Regions from separate parts of the Sus scrofa genome. Here region 2 is linked to region 1. Evidence: chromatin contacts called from public HiChIP or PLAC-seq data. All regions are on one chromosome and are shown on one strand. The core of a region is the stretch at or near the end of the contact, and the rest is flanking DNA. Distances in the headings are between cores, read along the strand shown. Region 1 overlaps NSMCE2 (E3 SUMO-protein ligase NSE2). Region 2 has its middle 53 kb from the start of TRIB1.

What was found. HiChIP or PLAC-seq counts read pairs in DNA pulled down with a chosen protein or histone mark.
Region 2: a contact with region 1 is called in an H3K27ac HiChIP or PLAC-seq map of alveolar macrophages. The contact joins two enhancer-like sites. A contact is called at or near these places in 2 of 47 Hi-C or Micro-C datasets (embryonic fibroblasts and liver) and 1 of 2 datasets of contacts at active chromatin or transcription factors (alveolar macrophages).

Annotation. Positions count from the first base shown.
Region 1 is chr4:14,409,327-14,412,489 of Sscrofa11.1, forward strand. All of the region lies in intron 4 of NSMCE2 (E3 SUMO-protein ligase NSE2), which reads right to left. Among named protein-coding and RNA genes, the nearest start is that of TRIB1, 110 kb to the left of the region's middle. Within about 2 kb of position 1,370, at least 19 of the 83 cell types and tissues checked have an H3K27ac peak or open chromatin away from gene starts, as enhancers often do. A contact at or near this core is called in alveolar macrophages, where this site is marked.
Region 2 is chr4:14,243,156-14,246,338 of Sscrofa11.1, forward strand. No RefSeq gene overlaps it. Among named protein-coding and RNA genes, the nearest start is that of TRIB1, 53 kb to the right of the region's middle. Within about 2 kb of position 1,841, at least 2 of the 83 cell types and tissues checked have an H3K27ac peak or open chromatin away from gene starts, as enhancers often do. A contact at or near this core is called in alveolar macrophages, where this site is marked.

The sequences.
Region 1 (3,163 bases), core at 120-2,619:
GGCAGAGGAAGGGAATTATCCGCCTCTGCCTCTAGCTGTGGGCGCACAGCTGCAAGTCCTCCGCAAGGGCTAACGTTGCAGTAGGGTCCCCAGGACAAAAATCCTCCCCCAAGTTACAAGGTAGTGGCTCTGATCCCTCCCATTAATTTGGTAAAATCAATTAGGTTTCAGTTGTAGTAATTATGTAACACAGTGAAGATTCGATCACCCTGAGCAATGGGTTTTCCCCCTTGTGGTCTATATAAATTCATCCATAAACTATATTCTTGATTAATGCTTTATTGTAAGTGATTACAAACACAAGGCATTTCATAAGCATATTTGTCATTTGTTACATTGTAATTCAACAGTAGGCATGGTGCAAAAATTATAATCTTCAGTAAATGAACGCGAAACAAACAAGAGCTCCACAAGGCTCAAACGCATCTCAGTGACTCAGTCCCAGAGTCAGTCTAAACCTCCACTCAGACTGGGTCTTAAGCATTTACTCATTACAGTGGGATTGGCTGAGTGTGAAATATTACCAGAGGATGAAGGAGACCCTGGTAGGTATACAGAAGACTAAGGAAAGGGGCTGAGAGAGACGGGAGATTTGAACAGAATTATGGAAAACTTAGAAATAAACTATGATATAAGCCTTTATTTCAAAAACCATACTGAACATCCAAAACAAAAAGTGATTGCAAATTTCCATTTAACTGAGTAGCAACTGCTATCATTTACGGGGTATTCCTCATATGCTAGGTATTGCTCCAAGAATTCTCCACGCACTATCTCTTTTGAATCCCCATGAGAACTCCATAATGTTCCAATTCCCATTTTAGGGATTAAAAAAAACCACTGAGGAGCAAAAAGGTTAAATAACTTGCCTCAAATCTCACAGCGGAGGGCTGGGAATGGAACTCACTTCTGACTCCCAATCTGAGCCATTAACCAATGATGTATCTTCTCTACTTGGACATTTTGGAGTGAGTCTCTCTGAGTACCCTTTGGGGCTCTAGCAAAACGTTTCAAGTATTTTCTGATGCTTCATCCTACTGATTACACAATTACAGTTTCCCAATAGAAAGATACCATCAATTGTTTCTGTTTAATCATACCTCATTCCATTTCAGTCGTCTCTGCTTAAACAGGGGGACGTCCCACCTATCAGAGTAGAAACGAAAAAGAAACCAGCTTGCAACCTGTTTTATTATCTTTCCGAGGTTCTCACAGCTGAGCCTTAACATTTTCTTCTTAAAAACCTTGCAATCGGACTGGTGCTTCTTGTTTTGAGAGGCCAATCTTATTAGATCATGTTCTAGCTCAGTGTAGGCCTTGCTCAATACTCTGAAATTTCAGACCTACTGAAGCTACTAAAAACTTTTCAGCTGAGGAGTCCACGACCTCATGTGAAATAGGAGTCATGGGAATTTGAACAGACTCATAAAACAGCTCTATGGTAAACTGAAACGCCGATGACAATGGAATGAATGACTAATATTCACATATGACTTTTTATCCAAAGCCCCCGGTGTCCAGTGCATTTTTGCAAACTTATTAAACCTCCGCACAGTCCCAACTATGCTACTTCCATGATACAACTTTTTCATGGACTGCTGCGTGCGGGCCTCATGTGACCAAGCCTTACTTGCCCTCAGGTGCCTGGCAGGTGGTAGGAGAACTAGCCTCTTCCATCTGCAGAATAAAGAACTACTACAAAGGAAGAATTCGAGCTGGGGCAGATTTCAGCAACTGAATGGGGGGCCTGGAGAACCTTGCAGGAGGGGTCTGGCCTCGCAGCTGAGAAAGAGAGATGGGCAAATGGCTTCCTAATAAAAGCAATTTGCAAATGCTTCTGCACACATTACCTTTGTGCTATGTGGCCCCAGGACTCAGTGGAAGTGAAATGTGTATTTTATTTCCCCTCTAGATCTCCACGCTCCCTTCCCCAGAGCCAGCCTATAACCTCAACTCTCTCAGCAGCCAAAAGTAGATGACTAAGGACAAAGCCAGAGGGTTCAACTTTGGGTTGTTGTTTAGCCTGTATTACTGGTAGTAACCAGAACAGCATAAACTGCTACCATGAAAAAGGTCAGAGGCCAAAAGACTGCTCTCTGACTCAGGGAAAACATCAGGCGAGGATAATTTTCAACTGTGTGATTTTTCAATAAATGACACAAAGGATGTTCTACTTGGGATTCTTGGTCTTAAATCAGAGCGCAAAGGCCGGAGAGTCAGTATTTAGCATCTTGATACTTTGGGGTCATGGTGTGCAAGGAGAAGAATTTTCCCTTTTCACGTGGGATTATAATGTAACGAAAATGGCACTGGCTCTAAGAAATGTATAAACTTCAACGTCTCTGGGGCTAGAATTGAGCAGGAGCAAAGCATTGGGGCCGGGGGGTTGGGGGGAGACTAGGCAAGTGGAGACGCCGACAAGCTGCTCGCCTCTCACTCAGGCAGACCCAGCGTTGTCAGGTTCGGTATATTTAAAATAAAAAAATTGGAAATGTGGCTTGCTATGTGAAATCTCCCAATTTGTGTGTGTTGCAACTAACTGATGTACATACAACTATGTGGGCCAAACACACACATCTGTGGGCTGGATCCAGTTCACAGCCTCTGGTGTCTGACCTCTGTGACCACAGTAATGGTTTTCAACCCGTAAGCAGTTAAAAGGAAACGAGATCTGACACATCCTCCAGGGAGCAGACGACACTGTTGCTTGGTCAAAAGACTCTTTATAACTCCACCGAGTGAGGTTTCAGAACTAAGTCCAAGCAGTCGATGAGTTTATTCTTCGAACAGCATCAAGTCTACAGCTGGAAGGAGGTTGGCGTCAGGGGATCTTAGGGAAGGTTAGGGAAGGGGTTTAGTGAGCCAGGTGTTCTGTGGCTTCACAGTAAGAAGTCTAACCAGCTGAATCCGCCTGTTTAAAATCTAGTTTGTTCTTTCTGCTCTTAGAGGCTAATGGCCAAAGAAATGTGTCAACCAGGGACTTCCAGGTGGTGGCTTAACAGGACTGACAGAAAGTTCAGCCGGAGAGCAAAGAGTCAATCCCCCTTCAGATCTGACCATACATCACAGAACAGACAGCGCGATGGCTGGCTGCCCATCTTCCTTATCACACACAGGGCTTCCCGCCGTATACCATGCTTTCAGCTATCTTTCCATACTGCTC
Region 2 (3,183 bases), core at 591-3,090, 170 kb before region 1:
GGCAACGCCGGATCCTTAATCCACTGAGCAAGGCCAGGGATCAAACCTGAAACATCATACTTCCTAGACTGATTCCTTTCTGCTGCGCCAAGACGGGAACTCCTCATAAGACTGTTTTGAAAATTCACTGAGATTGTATAAAAGGCTGAGAAGGACACCTAGAGCCTGAAGACACTTGGGCCAGGAGACTGGGGACTGGCATTTCGTGGCAGAAAGATCTCACCTCTCCAGGGCACCTGCTTCACCCTCCTGAAAGCTGAGCTAAGCAAATAGCTGGGGAGTTGGAGACTCCAGGTTAAAAGCTCCTGCCCAGTTTTAATCTCAATCCATGGATTAAAGACAGAAAAGGTGCTTAAATGAAAGCTTCCAGCAGGATTCCTCTGGAGAGAGCTGCTTTTGTTTAGGGTGTGGGGGGATTGTAAATACTTTGATAGGTACTTGGGAGGCAGGGTGATTTGGAGGGGGCATGGGGCAGCGGGAGGTGACCCGTAGGAGGGAAAAGTTTTGCTTTAGACATGATAAGACTTGGGAGTGAGGGGTTCCCGTGTGGCTCAACAGTAACAAACCCAACTAGTATCCATGACCATGTGGGTTTGATCCCTGGCCTCGCTCAGTGAGTTAAGGATCCAGCTTTGCCATGAGCTGTGGTGTAGGTCGCAGATGCGGCTCAGACCTTGTATGGCTGTGGCTGTGGTGTAGGCTGGCGGCTAGAGCTCCAATTCGACCCCTAGCCTGGGAATTTCCATATGCTGCGATTGCAGCACTAAAAAGCCAAAAAAAAAAAAAAAAAAAAAAAAGAAAGAAAGGAAAAAAAAAGGCTTGGGAGTGAGCAAGGCAATAAGGAGATGAGGGTGAGGGGAGAAGACAGGGATCAGAAATTGGAGAAAGGGAGGCAGAACCCAAAGAGGCTGGAGAGGTAGACCCAGAGGTGCCTGGACCTCTTGATGGCAGGGGTCAGACTTTGCTTAACCACAGCCAGGGGTTGGAAATACTTCTTACACAGTGACCCAGCATCCACGTGTAGAGAGTGACCTATGTACACACACACACACACACACACACACACACATGCATGCACACAAGCAGAAAAAAATGGAGGAGATGGATTGGGGTTTGGAGGTGACTAAAGGAATTTCATCTGGATCTGATGGGATGGGATGGGATGTTCCCCAGTGACATCTGGGTTTCACGCACAAGAACGCACAGAACACCTTCAGAACCGCGTACGCTCCCTAAACCTCCAAGGCAGGGGCAGGGGCGGGGTCTCTGTCCTTGCCTTTGTAACTGTGGGTCATGCATCTGTATCTGGGGGCTGGGGGACCTCTTTCTGTATGTCTGTTTTTCCATGCCTGCATATCTGTGTGTATCCCATTTTCTGACTCAATTTATCATTTCTCTGGGACACACTGTCCTAGAATCTTATACCAGATGTTAACATCTCTGAGCCTCAATTTTCCCAGCTGTGAAGTGGGTGTAATAATGCCTACCCCTTGGAGCGGTTGTGAGGATTATTTGAGAGAGCAGATGAAAGTACTGCTAAATCATAGCAGCTATTCAGATGAGGGGGTGGGCAGTAGTGATGGTGGTAGTAGTAACAGATTCTAGCCAAGAGGAAAAGGATAGAAAGGATGAAGGATTTAATCAATTGACCTGTAAGACCAGCCTGGAGGGTAGGCAGGGATGTGGCCACCTGGTCACCATGGTTTGGGGCTGGAAAGTGACCACACACCCCAACCCCACCCCAACCCCATCCCAACCCCATAGATTCACCACCCAAACCAACCCTTACAAAAGCCTGAGGCATCACGTTCTTGCTCAGCAACTGACTTATGAGCCAGACCACATCATCCTCCCCATCCATAAGGCAGCCAATCCTCCAGCCTCCTCTGATCCAGGGGCTGTCTCCCTCCAGGGTGGCGTGAAGCTTTCTTCCCCAGGGCACCCATCCTTAAAGGACCATTCCACATCCGAGTGCAATTTCCCAACGCTCCTTTTTCTCTGTTCTTTTCCAGGGACCCAGTGCCCCAAGCGTTCCAAAAATAAGAGAATATCCCCAAATTTGGCCTGGGGCGGGGGGATCGGCCCCTTCCTGAGACCATCACCCAGGGCCATCCCTGTTGCAACGGTGGTCTCGTAACAATCGCTTACAAACCCGGTTAGGCAAGTTGCTTTTGCGTGATGGGCTATCTTGAGTAAATAGCATCCTATGTCCCCTGCCGGTCACTTGCTCAAGACATTGCTGGACATTGCATTAGAGTCACTGACACACAGAGTTTTGAAAATGAAAACAGGCCCTCTGGCTTCTGATCAGATAGCATTTAACTCATTCGTGATTGCGCCAGGGTTTCCCAAGGCTCTGGGGCCACAGAACGGCTCTTGCTACAGTGCAGACAGAGGCTGGTGGGGACAGTTGGAGCCTCGGGCCACCCAACGATGAAGCTTCTAAGAGTGAACAGGCCAGCTGGGGTCTGCATCACCTTGGCCCCAGTAGCCCCCATGTGGTCCTCTGGGGCCGTTTAGCCTGTTGAGCTAATCCAGGTTCGACCCCCACGGGGTTGGGGGAGTAGATGTGGTTCCAGTCTCTTAATTTGATCCCTTATTCTGGGGGCCTTTCCTGATGATAGAGATCCTGAACTGACAGGGGTAGATAAGATACATTTCAGGCATCTATCGCTATGCGACACATCAGCCCAAAACCATGATTTAGAGCAGTGATGGAGATCCCGCGGTGGCTCGGCAGGTTAAGAACACAACAGGTATCCATGAGGATGTGGGTTGTTTGTTTGTTTGTTTGTTTTTTAATGAGGACTTTCTTTCCTTATTTCTTTTTGTCTTTTGTCTTTTTAGGGCCACACCTGTGGCATATGGAGGTTCCCAGGCTAGAGGTCTAATCAGAGCTATAGCCACCGGCCTTCACCACAGCCCCAGCAACACAGGATCCGAGCCATGTCTGTGACCTATACCACAGCTCACGGCAACACCGGATCCTTAACCCAGGATGTGGGTTTGATCCCTGGCCTCGCTCAGCCGGTTAAGGATCAGCAGCATACGTGGCAGATGCAGCTCGGATCTGGCGTGGCTGTGGCTGTGGTGTAAACTGGCAGCTGCAGCTCCGATGCAACCCCTAGCCTGGGAACTTTCATATGCTGCAGGTGCTTTCCTAAAAAGACTGAAAAATTTAAA